Linked DNA regions of Mus musculus: region 1 is linked to region 2. The links are chromatin contacts, called in public Micro-C maps. All regions are on one chromosome and are shown on one strand. Each heading gives the region's core, a stretch centred on a gene start, on an enhancer-like site or on the middle of the called end of the contact. The rest is flanking DNA. Distances are from core to core; before and after follow the strand shown. Region 1 overlaps Ikzf2 (IKAROS family zinc finger 2). Region 2 has its middle 69 kb from the start of Gm28497.

The links. Hi-C and Micro-C count contacts between places; a contact is called where the count stands out from the background.
Region 1: a contact with region 2 is called in a Micro-C map of the G1E-ER4 cell line, with 2.5 times the contacts expected there. The contact joins two enhancer-like sites. A contact is called at or near these places in 5 of 484 Hi-C or Micro-C datasets (the G1E-ER4 cell line, olfactory sensory neurons and reprogramming fibroblasts) and 1 of 115 datasets of contacts at active chromatin or transcription factors (CD8 T cells).

The regions. Positions count from the first base shown.
Region 1 is chr1:69,654,157-69,660,770 of GRCm38.p6, forward strand. All of the region lies in intron 3 of Ikzf2 (IKAROS family zinc finger 2), which reads right to left. Among named protein-coding and RNA genes, the nearest start is that of Ikzf2, 28 kb to the right of the region's middle. Within about 2 kb of position 3,480, at least 59 of the 459 cell types and tissues checked have an H3K27ac peak or open chromatin away from gene starts, as enhancers often do. A contact at or near this core is called in CD8 T cells and the G1E-ER4 cell line, where this site is marked.
Region 2 is chr1:69,496,920-69,503,094 of GRCm38.p6, forward strand. No RefSeq gene overlaps it. Among named protein-coding and RNA genes, the nearest start is that of Gm28497, 69 kb to the left of the region's middle. Within about 2 kb of position 2,187, at least 36 of the 459 cell types and tissues checked have an H3K27ac peak or open chromatin away from gene starts, as enhancers often do. A contact at or near this core is called in CD8 T cells and the G1E-ER4 cell line, where this site is marked.

The sequences.
Region 1 (6,614 bases), core at 2,230-4,729, 160 kb after region 2:
TATTTGACACCTTTATAACCTGAACTCAGATCTGGTACTGCCTTTGGTCGGGGAAGAAAGTAATCTTTCATACATTGCTCATTGCTATGAAATATCCTTCAAGCCTTCCAGCATAATGTGTTACCTGAAGTTCCTATTACTTGAGATTTACTACTGTGGTTTGAGTTGGAAGTGCTAGAGACACCTCTAGACACAGAAACACACACACACACACACACACACACACACACACACACACACACACACACACACACACCATAGAGCAGCAGTGATCCATTAAGCTATGCCACTCTCTAAAGTCCTCGGCCTGGATTAGCTGCCTCAAATTGCTCAAAGACAAGATAGAAAGGTGAGACAAGAGTGCCTAGTCCTTCCAGACAGGTTTTGAATTGAACTAAGGATGGTGAAGACTCCTATCAGCATTATGCAATCCTAGACAAAGAAGGCAGGGCCCACAGGATTGCAAAGAGCATACACGTATCACAGAGGAATGGCTTTTGTTGTTGATTGTAGACTCATTTTAAACCAGGTGTAGTGGCACAGGCCTTTAATCCCAAAACTCTTGAGGGAGATGCAGGCAGGTTTGAGTTCAAGGCCAGCCCAGTCTACAGAATGAGTTCCAGGAAATCTAGAATACATAGTGGGATCATTTCATACATACATACAAAGAGATAGATAGATAGATAGATAGATAGATAGATAGATAGATAGATAGGCAGAGAGATAACAAAAAGATTTATTTTGTTGTTATTTATGTATATAGTTTGTGTCTATGTATGTATGCGTGCCACTTGTTGTCCACAGAGGCCAGGAGAGAGTGCTGGATCCCCTGGAGAAGGAGTTACAGGTGGTTGTGAGCAGCTAAATGTGTGTGCTGCAAACCAAATTCGGTTCCCTAGAAGAGCAGCAAGTGCTCCTAGCAGCTGAGCCACTTCTCTAGCCTAAGGGGAAGTGGGTTTATAAAGAACAGGATAAGAAAGATAAACAGAATGTTAAAGGGGGCCCAAAGACAAGCCACAGATTTCATCAGAGCCAGGCCAATCTATAGAACACATAACAACCTTAGCTAGGGTAAGGCTGGCACTCCAGAACCTCAGCTAGGGCAACTTGGCATACTCTCCCTGCTTTCAAACTACTTATCCCACCACATTTCTCCCTCCCTTCCTTCCTTCCTTCCTTCCTTCCTTCCTTCCTTCCTTCCTTCCTTCTTTCTTTCTTTCTTTCTTTCTTTCTTTCTTTCTTTCTTTCTTTCTTTCTTTCTTTTTTGAAATAGGTCAGCTTGACAAAAGGGCAAATGACTAAGCTGAAACACATTTCCCTAAGTTCAGCCAGAGGAAGTTTCATTAGAAGACGAAAGCCATGAGCCAGCACAAACAGGACAGATGAAAGTGTGGGAGAGAAGAAACATGAGAAGGACAAAGAAGAAAGGGTGTAGCACTGTTATTCTGTTACGGATGACACATATAAGGAAGTCCGGAGGAATTTGCTTATTAATACTCTACCCTACCTGAGGTAGGGCTCCAGACACATCCATCTTGGTTAGCTCCAAATTAGAAGAGCAAACATGAACGAAGCGCTTAAGCACTGACTGTAAGGTGGACCTGAATTGTGATTGGGGTCTAAAGCTTATCGACAGATATGGGACTCTACTGTATCCTGTTGCCCCAAGAGCAGGTAAAATCAGACCAGAATTCACCTTCTCTGGGATTACGAAGCAGGAAAAAAAACCATTAATGATTTCATGAGTGTCATGCACTTAGGAAGGTATCCAGGGAAGGAAGGAGCGGCTCAACCTGGGAAGAAGAAACCTTACCTGTTTGACCTTAGTAATGGCATAGCTATTTGTTTGGAGAAAGGATTTGCTGTTGAAGATAGCTATGCTACAAGAGCCTGGGTCTCACCCTTTTCTTTTCTCCACCCTCTCCCTCCCCCATCCCTCTACTGCCGCTGCCCCCCACCCCCCAGTTAAGGAAGTCACTCCAACTCTTTCCCTAAATAGTCCCTACCTCAGGTCCCTGCCCCTAGCCCTCCCCTTGTCAGCTGTCCATAAGACACTAGAGTAGACTGCAATCGCTCTGTATGAGGTACATAGGCAGGAAGACAACAGGTCAGAGAAGGAAAAAGGCTGCAGTCTCTTCCCTGGAGGATCTCAAAGTCCACCCCAGGAGGCAAACCCATAAAACAATAACAATACAATATGCCAAATACCATAATGGAAACTGTCTATGCTTGGTGCTACAAGATAATGGGAATGACTGATGTTTCAAAGAAGTACTGGGAGTGTACGGGGGGGGGGGGGAGGAGGGCAGAGATTCAGGGAAAGAAGGTTTGTGCAACATTAAGGCAAAATGAAAGGACATACATTATGTTGGGGACATGGCAAGTGTCTGGCTGGAAGCAGAGAATAGGGCCAATTCAGGAGATAACAATAAAAAGACAGGCTGGGTTGTTTAACAAGGAGCATAGACTAAAACACAAAGGAGTGTATCAGACTTCATGTCACAGGCAAAGGGAGTCATTAACGTTTGCAGGAAGGAGATAGCAAACAGATTTTATTATAGAAAACGATGAAAAGATTATAGAAGGAAAATGGTAATTCTAAGAATTTAACTAGAAGGTAGACACCCTCCAGTTCTTCCTAAGCAGTCAGTGTGATCTTGTGCTTTAATTATATGGATATCATTTGCAAGCCATTATACCTGCCTGCGTGTCTCAAACCCACACCTAAAATATTCAAATATTTAAATTTTCTAATTTACAAGCTCATCCTGCAAAATCCCTTTCTCCTTAACGGAAAAATTTATACTTCCCTCGCCTCTGCGCAGCATTTGTTTTTACGTGATTCAAAAGCACTTGCTAAACAGCATGTGTAGTCACCACCCTGCGGGGCCTTTGGTCTACATGGTGTTTTCTAAGTGTATTCCACAGGCTCTAACCGCCCTGTCCTCAGGACTGCTGGAGAGCGAGAAGGTCAGCTGGGTGAGTGTTTGCACAGGCGTATTTAAAACGCACGGCTCTGCTTTCCTTTTGGCTGCAGGTCGCGGGGCTATGACTTCCTATCTTAGGCTAATCAGGACTTGGGTGCCACGCTGACACCGGCGGGTATATTTCTTACCCGTAATTCAATGTGGAAGCTTGAGTCCCTGAAACTGCAGCAGCTTGCAGAGGATATTCCTAGACTCTAGCAGCATTCTTTCGAACATCTGTAGCGTGGGTATGAATGAAGGGCTTCCATGTGCAGGTTCCGATCACTTATGTTGTATGATTTGTGGACTACAGGCCACTAAATGTTTTTAATACTTCTATACAATCCAATAAAGGAAAAAGAAAAAAAAGCAGGGGTTTTGTAACCTTGGAACTGGCCTAAATTGGCCATTATTGCATTTGTTGCACAGAAATCTAAGTGGAATGGTGCCTGGTATCATTCTCAAGGGTTGGCTCTCAGCTTGGTGGAGGGCACTCTAATCAGCTGCTGAAATCTAAACTGATTACTTGTGAAGTGTCAACAGATGTACAAGCGCCCCACCACCACTTCCACCCCACTCCCGCCCCTTGCCGAAACAGAAACATGTATATATTTTGCATCAACAAGCTGAAGGAATACAACTCAGAAGTGGAGAGGAAAAAAACAAAAAAAACCTCAGTCTCATTAAATTCAGTGGGAAAATATTATACATATTATTATAACACTTCAAACAAAAAGATAGAAAAAGAAAAAATGAAAAACAGGTATAGGAAGTGTGGAGGGGAGGAAAAAGGGTTTTTTTATTATTATTACAAAAAAATTACACGGGCGATATACACTTATATTTTAAATATTTATTTTTTTCTTACGAAAGACATATGACACCTCTAATATTGAACTTTAAAAACAGAGTCTTGTCATGTTCCACCATCTCCTGCTGCAAAGCCAGGGCCACTGGCTGATGCAGGCTGGAGCCTCCAGCTACTGCCCCAATCAGTTTCGCTCCCATTCCCCACATATCAATCTGCTTGATGAAGTTTCCCAAGCCTGCCCTCCTGGTGATTTAGATCTGAGTCACCGGCGGGCACCTCCCTAGAGGATTCTGATTCAGAGCACCTGGGGTGAGGTCTGGAAAGCTTGGCTTTAAAAGCCATCCTGGACAGTTCTCATGATCCAGCAAGGCTGGCAAACGGGGCCTTGGTGACATAATTACTGTTAAATGCTTTGGCTGTGAGGATAACTGTTTTCCCCAAATTCCATAATTTCTTTGTGACGGGAGGTCTCCAGGATACCATCTGACTTTACACATGCATCCTTAACGAGTCTGTCACGGTGTAACTAAATGGGCTAATGGTACCCCTTACATGAGTAGCTAATAATTTCCCAGCCAGTCAATCTCCAAAGAAAATAATTCTCCAAACTAAAGCAAAAATATACCTAACAAAATTTAGCCTGGCTAATCAAAAAACAAACAAACAAAAACAATTTGCCACTGGTGACCTGGAAGATGGTATCTGCAGTTAGGGCCAGCTCCTCCTGAAATGTTCACATAGACAGAGCCAGCTAATTTCCCTGGTAAATGCGAGTGAGTCAGCATCCCAACAATGATTTAGACTGCGAAGGTGAGCGCACTAAAATCTGTGCTGGGTCCCAGCACAATTCTATATGGAATTACAACAGTAAATCCAGTAAGGGACCAGGAAAACTGCCACTCAGGCAAGAGAGGAAGACAGAGTTGTAAGCCAATTCAGACACTGCCAGTATCCTCACAGGAATAAAGGCCAGGGACTGGAAGCACTTTTAGAAATTTGGTATTATCGGTTTTCACCTGGAAATCTCTCCTAAGAAATGTCGGCCTGGAAAACTGTAGCCAGTATCCACAAACTATGCTGAATGAAGCCTTCAGAGATGATTTCATGAGCTTTGTAGCATGTCTCCATATTTCTCTCCCTTCGTTTGGTAGGGGGGGGGGGTGGGGGGGAACGGGGGTTGGGGGGGGGGGGACTTGTCTTTTGAGACAGGATTTCTTTGTAGCCCTGACAGTCCTGAAACTCACTCTGTAAACTGGTCTAACCCCAAATTCAGAGATCCGCCTGCCTCTGCCTCCGGATTGCTGGCATGCACCACTACTACCCTGTTTCCCCATCCCATCTTGTATTATTTTTATGTCACAAAGTATTTCATTTTAGGACAACAGAATTAGTATCCAAACTACCATGTATACATACACCTTTGTGCTACATTATAAATGGAAACCAGAGGATATTTGTCTCCAAAACATGTATTCGTTTCAAACAAAATATCACTTTAAATATAAATGAATTTGAATTGCCAAGTCAACGATTTAAAAGCTTTAGGTTTAAAATGCATACAGGTGACATACATAAGATATAAATTAGAGAAAAAGCATTCAAGATCTATCTTACTTCTGCTTTTTAGCATACCAGCATGATTTATTTGCAAGCATATGGACAAAGGTGGCAAGAGACAAAAATATGAACATAAAGCATGTCTAAAGCGTTATTATTCCTTAGACGTAATTAATATAGATTTTTGATCATAAAAGTTAAAACAAAAATCTGTAAAAAAAAATCTACAAGAAAACCTGATTCACAGCACTAACGCAACAAACAAACAAACATACAGACAAGCAATTTAATGCTCCTCTTGATAATTAGAAGGGGAATGCATAGTGAAAAGGAACAGTTGCATTCTGGGAGGCAGAGGAGGGCTGGTCATAAGGAAGGGCTTTCTAGGAATCACAGCTGATCAACCTACAAAGCTCATGCCACCCTCAGCCAGTACTGCAAGAGAGAAGTCACACTGCAGAGCCCACCTGTCACGAGAGCTGTCAAGGACATTACTGTTTTGTTTAGGAAGTTGTTCTAAATGACCTTTGGGGCCCTGTCCAAGTGTTTGACTCAAGGGTTATTTTCAGCAGAGATGTAACACACAGACACACACATACACACACACACACACAGAGAGAGAGAGAGAGAGAGAGAGAGAGAGAGTTATATTCCAGAAGCGAACTTGGACAATCTGATATTTTAAAATGGGATTTTACGGGCACAGAGCAAAAGGGGGCTTGTCAATCATTCCATGAGCCTGGCACTCTGAGATAGGGGCAGGACACACAGGATTTCCCTACCTCAGGATTCTCTTCATGTTCAAGAGCAAATTTGTGCCTGTACGCAGAGTTCTCAACCATTTGAGAACCATTGTTCCCCTTGGGAGAGTCTCAGAGAAAGCCAAATGCTACAACACACTTCCATGCATATTTGCTCATGTAAAAAACATGTCACACAACGAACCAGACTCAAGGTTCCCCACATGAGGAAGCCATAAAGGACAAAGCTGGAGTTCAGCTTTCCTGTGTGCTAGGCTTAGCCTGTGGGTTTCTAGACAACTCAACAAATGTCACGATGCAGACTCCAGCAGCCCTGAGACACTTTCAAATGAAATCAAGTCCACACAGGGGGATTACCCCTCCCAAAAATGTTTTCTCTTTTGCTATTTCTTAATAGTGTTTTAAAGTATAATGTGTCCTAAATGATTAAGCAGAAGTGTTTGTCTGGGGCAAAAATTAAAGACTTTTGCCAACTTCAAAAACATTAAATATACACACATACCATTTTCTCCCTTTTAG
Region 2 (6,175 bases), core at 937-3,436:
AACAATGGAACCATAATGTTTGCTATATTGTACCTATATAGCTATGCACTAGGTCATAGACTTGCCCAAAGTATACTCCAGTGTTGTTTGTATGCACTTATATGAGAGTTAGAAATGTTTGTACTGCTGGACAACCTCTACATTTGAGGTACTCTGATAACACCATAGGCAATGAAAACCATTAAAGCATAGTCATACAATGGAATGTGTCATCTACATCCTCCTACATACATACATGCACACACACAACACATACACATATACACATATATACACACAAATACACACACATATACACATACACACACATATATATATACACACATACACACACATACATACATACACACACATACACAAATACACACACATATACACATACACACATATATACACACACATACACACATATACACACATACACACATATACACACACACACACACACATACACACACACACAGAAAGAGAAGGAGAGAGAGAGAGAGAATGAGGGGGAGAGAGAGAGAGAGAGAGAGAGAGAGAGAGAGAGAGGTAAATCTACAAAGTTGCAACCAAATAGGCAATGTCCCTAGAAAAAGATCATTTTTTTTTCTCCATCAGGACAGGAAAGGCTCTGTGAATAAATTGTATTATGTGATTAATACTGAAGGAAGTTCAGAAAGGAATGAGTTTGAGAGTGTGCCTCACAGGTAGGTCATGGGAAGCCAAGGAGAAATGGAGCAAGCCTGCGAACAACAATAAGAACACTGACAGATGACTTCAAACTTAATTTAGGCACTTAGAGGATTTTCAGAAAAGATTTACACGGGCGTGGGGATAGAAACTAGTTAGTGTTTAGATAAAGATCCCTGTAAAGAAGTAGGTTTCGTATGTGAATGTTGAGGCTGGTAGCTAAGGCCAAAGACAAGAGCCCCGCTAAGGACTGTCAACACAGCGTGGAGGAACGAGGTGTGGCAATCACAGTAAAGCCTGGCATTGTTGGGGACTGTGATGCTGGAGCTCACATACCTTTTATTTCCTAGAAACAGGAAAATCAGATGCTAGGGAAGGAAAAGCTGATTCCAATCAACCCTAAATCAAACGATGTGTTCTCTTCTTTCTTCCTAGCCCTGCATCTCTGAAAGTGGATTTTAAAAATGACCTTTTTTTTAAAATCTTTTTTGTTGTTGTTGTTTTCGAGACAGAGTTTCTCTGTGTAGCCCTGGCTGTCCTGGAACTCACTCTGTAGACCAGGCTGCCCTCGAACTCAGAGATCCACCTGCCTCTGCCTCCCAAGTGCTGGGATTAAAGGCCTGTGCCACACTGACAGTGTTAAACAGCTGTAGGAATTTCTTCAAAAAGTGACTCTGATCATATTTCTGTAGAGGAAAAGAAAAGAATGTGCATATGGATATTGTGCTAAGATAATGAAGCAATGGTGTGTCTTAGCAGTCTTCAAGAGATGCTTTATAGAATTTGGCTACATAATCTCCTTTAGTGACAACTAGACTAAAATTTCAACTGTAGAGGTATATTTCTATTTCAAAAATTTCCAAGTAGGTGTTCCGAGTTCCAGCAATAATTGATACTTTTTTTTGGGGGGGGGATCTTCACCAGTTGCTGAGTTACTGAATTTTCCTGAAATTGTAAGGTAATGTAAGGAATGTAAAATTAATCTAATCTAAGTTAGCTTCATAGCATGGGTTCTAGCCTACCTCTCCATCACTTCATATACTAAAACTGTCAGAACTTCAGGGTTGGAATTTGTCATTGCATGAATTTCTGTCATGTCTCCAATGTAATCTTTCCAATTTTAGACACAGAAGAGATGTCCTACAAACATCTAATCATTTTAATAAGAAAATGTGTTTTCAGTCTCTTTCCTAACCACCTCTTAATTAGTTATGTTTGCTAAAACACAAGATGAGGGGATACTTTAGCATCTGTCAATTAAAGCACAGAACAATTAAACATTGAGTTTAACAGGGCAGGAGGCTGCTGGGAGCGGCCAATGGGAGCAAGTGATTAATTCTGAAATAATGAAAGCACGAAGCAGCAGTCGTCAGTTTCAGGCTTGCAAGGAAATGATGACTGTGAAATTTGTGACACTTGACTTAAAAATCAATGCTCTTGGAAGGTGATATAATAGCTGTAAGCCAGTGGGTGGGTGTGTGTGCAGGGGGAATCAACGTTGACATAGTGAAACTGCTTAGAAACGAGTGGGCAGGGTAATGGCTATGCTGAAGAGCAGCTAATGGAACTAATGAGGCATATCGTGATGGAGGCAAAGAGCTCCTGTCTTCTGAAGCAACTCCGTTCATTTAGCTGACTAATTTGCTTACTCATCTTTTCTTAATCTCTTAGGGAGCCCTTGGTGGTCTGCTACTCTATAATACTTCTCAGAATTGGCCACATAATATTGAGTAGACCAGCACAGTTAGAGGAAGTTTAAAAAGAAGACCTTCATTTCCTCTAATAAAGGGATGATCGCCCAATACCAAAACAAGCCCTGAAGTCATTCTCTCAGAGAGAAAATGAAAGTTCAAGGTGCCCCGCTATTATTTTTTCCAGAGATATCAGGGAAATGGTTTGCACTTGGAGACAAGAGAGTTTCTGTATTTGAAATCTAAAAAGTCTGTGCCTTTGCTGTATTTTCATATGTAAGTCATTCCTAAATCTTGTTGGGCGTGTAAGGACACCTGTCAATGGTTTCCTTTACAGTCTTTTGACTTATAAAAAATAGGACACAAGACAGCCTCCAAAGATCTTCAGACCATGCCAAGCCAGCTCCTTAAAGCTGCACTAGAGCTTGTTCTTGGAAAGCTGGCTTAACTCGGCTGTATAAAAGGTACCTCTTTTAGTGAGTTAAAAGGTTCCAAAAGATAGAGGGTGTTTTTAATCTTGACTTAAACTGACAACTTATCCTACTTAAGCAAGTAAATGTGAATTTCCTCCCACAGCTCTGTGATCATTAGATCATAATTAGGGTACTAAATATGGAATCGCCCAGTAGATAAGTGGAAACATCATAGTACCAAAACCGAGAGAGAATGGTTTTGTTACTCCGTAGGAGCCAGTCAGCAGCAAATTGTTCAGATTTCGAAGAAGATGCTATAGGTAGTTAGTATATATTCAGGAGCTGGGAAGAAAAGAAAAGATGAAGATATGAACAAACTTTAACATACCGGGTGAAGAAGAAAAAAAATCAAAAATATTTCTTAATACAAAGAATATTTATGATTCTAAGAAAATGTTCACAAAATATCTTGAAGTAGGCCTCTCATACAAATTTTCACATGTGGATAATTTCTGCAGGGAAGTACTCTGTAATGCTAGGAGAACTGGGAGCCACAGTTCATCAGAAAGTCATGTAAGTGAGTCAAAACATCACGTGAAGAAGAAAACCCAGGAAGAAGGCTTTGTGATGTCCAAAGCCCACACTTTCCCCTGAGGATGAAGAATTGTGGTATGGTCAGACACCAGGAGTGATATGGAGATTAAAAAAAAAAAGACTTCCCACTCATGAAGAATCAATGTGCTTGCCTTCTCCTTTAAAACATTCTCAAAATGAGGATATTCACCTATTCAGTTTGCTTGTATCCTTTCTGGTGCACCTGCCATTCTGTTTGTAGTTTGTTTCTAGATATGCCCCTTCCACCCTTAAATGCATCTTATCTGATAGCAGTCTGGAGCAGGTCTGGACATGTTACGTGTTTTCTGTTTGTTTCTGAGCCCCACCCAATGTGTACGTTTTCCCATCACTCCAGTTTTTACAAAAGATAATTTAGGTCAGCACCATACCACCCTGGTTTTGTAAAAGTCACATCAAGTTATAATGTATGCATTTTGTGGAGAAGACCCTGACACTGCCCTTCGTCTGAGGTGTTTGTCCTCACACATATGATATTAAAATGCACAAAACTCTGTTTCTTTGTTGTACAGCCCTACCCTATGAGCAGACCAATTGGCATCTTCATAAGACCAGCTCTGTCTGCTTGCAAAAGATTGTCAGGGATGGGCTTTTTAATTGTTAACCATTCCATCAGAGAAGGGGTATCCGCCACTCATCTCTGTCATTTGTATGTCATTCTACCATAACTGCATGTGGCCTGCAGGGTCTCAGGGAGACACTGGTGTATGTAGGCTGAACAAGACTCTGGCATGTTGGTTACAATTCAAAATATTAGAAATGTGTGTGTGTGTAAGTAAAATTGATTGTTAATTAGTTGTGTTAGATAGTCCAATCTTATCTAACTTTTTACATGAACACAGCTAATTAAACTATTCCCCATTAAAGCCATATGTATGCATTATCTCAGTGATTCCCCATGTATGTGGTATTAGTTCATAATTTTGCCAATACATTAATAATACATTTTGCTTTTGAGTAAAGCCCAAAAAAGCCCTGTGAACCATAATAAATTTGTTCATCTAATAACTAGATTTTTTTTCAGAAAAATACTAGTGACCTTGAGATCCATGAGATATTTTTAAACTCTGGCTGACGTGGCATACCAGTTTTTCTAAACACAGCTGCTGGTGAGTCTGTAGATGTCATCCTGGGGAATCAGAAACAAGATCAGACAGATATTTAACCAAATTGGTGTAGTGGGTCAAACTCAATTGATGTCGTTTTCGAGAACTAATATAATGCAAGAGAGAAACGGCCTTATGTGGGTCTAAATACTAAAGGCTAAATCTTATGCTACAGAGAAATGTATCAAGGTTATAGAAAGTGCTTAGAATTACAGTTTGTTAGAAACAAAAAAAAAAGTGGGGGTAGATCATCAGATACCTGAACATACTCTAAAGCACTGTCACCATTTCATTAGGCCACACCAGGGAAGATTGTCTATCTCTTGGAGCACACAGCAAGTTCTCACCACATTCTGTTCTCAACCCTGTGAGTGAGTATGTTGTGTCTTCAACAGAAATCAAGTCTGAAAACAGACCTTTCTCACCCACATATATCTTACCCCTTCCACCTCCTCCACCTTAAGTTTTCTTTCATTTGGCCTTTTATGTGATACAAAATAAGACACAGGGAACAATAATGATGACTCTGGGAATTATTTTAAATTTAAATGCTTCACATTTAAGATGGGGAACTTGGACAATGAACTACAGATCCAGAGACTCAATCAGTGGTTCTTTTGGGTTCATCGCTATTTATGATAACATAGTACATAGAATCATTTTAAAAATAAATTAATTTAAGTAACCAGAGTCTGTCCTTCCAGCTTAACCACAATCAATCCTCTTTTGTTCACTCTTGGATCTTTAAATAGATAACTGTAAGCCCTTTTCCCCCCTTCTCTCATTCACACTTGCCTAGAATTGTCCAATCAGTGTACTCCTTTCTGTAGTGGGTGTTTGTTTCCTTGTCCAGGATTGTCCAATCAGTGCGTTTCTTTCCTTGGTTTGTTTTCAACCTGGCATGGAATTCTGAAATATAATTCTTTGTCACTAGAACATTTGCATCATGATACCACGTTTACTTGAGAGACAGGTTCTAAAAGGACACATCCTTCCTTAAGTATAAAATGGAGGAAGGGATGGTGGTAGGTGGGCGTGGTGTCTACCTTCTTCATATTCTCATTGTGCTAGAGCAAAAGATAGCAGTAATACAGATGATGCACACTCATGACTAGAAAGTCTGGATAATAATAAATATGCATAAAATCCCATGAGAGTCATGATTGTGAGCTATTGATTCAAGGTAAACATCATGATTTATTCTGTCCACAAATTAGGACTTACTTTTTAAAATTTGCCTATCATGATGTCCTTTATCCCTCAGATACCCAAACTTCAGATGTCTGGAATCTGGATGTGTCCTACAGAGTCGGGGACTCATTAAGGATATGGGCTAGCGCAAGGAGAGCTAATTACTTTTACACTGAGAGAAATTCATGGAAAAAATTATTTAAGACTACGTTAAAACATTTTAACATGTAAATAACCCTCTTTTGTTGTGAGTAGGGATATCCTTTCAAACTAGACTATCTGTCTAAAGCCAACACAGCATAGTCACCTCTCTGTCAGTAGTATCTTCGAGTTTGTTATAACAACACTGTAAATTTTCCAGTTGGTTCCTGAAAATAGGTCCTGCCCTCCATGGAACATTTAGGAGGACTGCAAATCCGACACAGGAGTTGCTGATCGCAGACCTGGAATCTTATCCTCCTGGTGT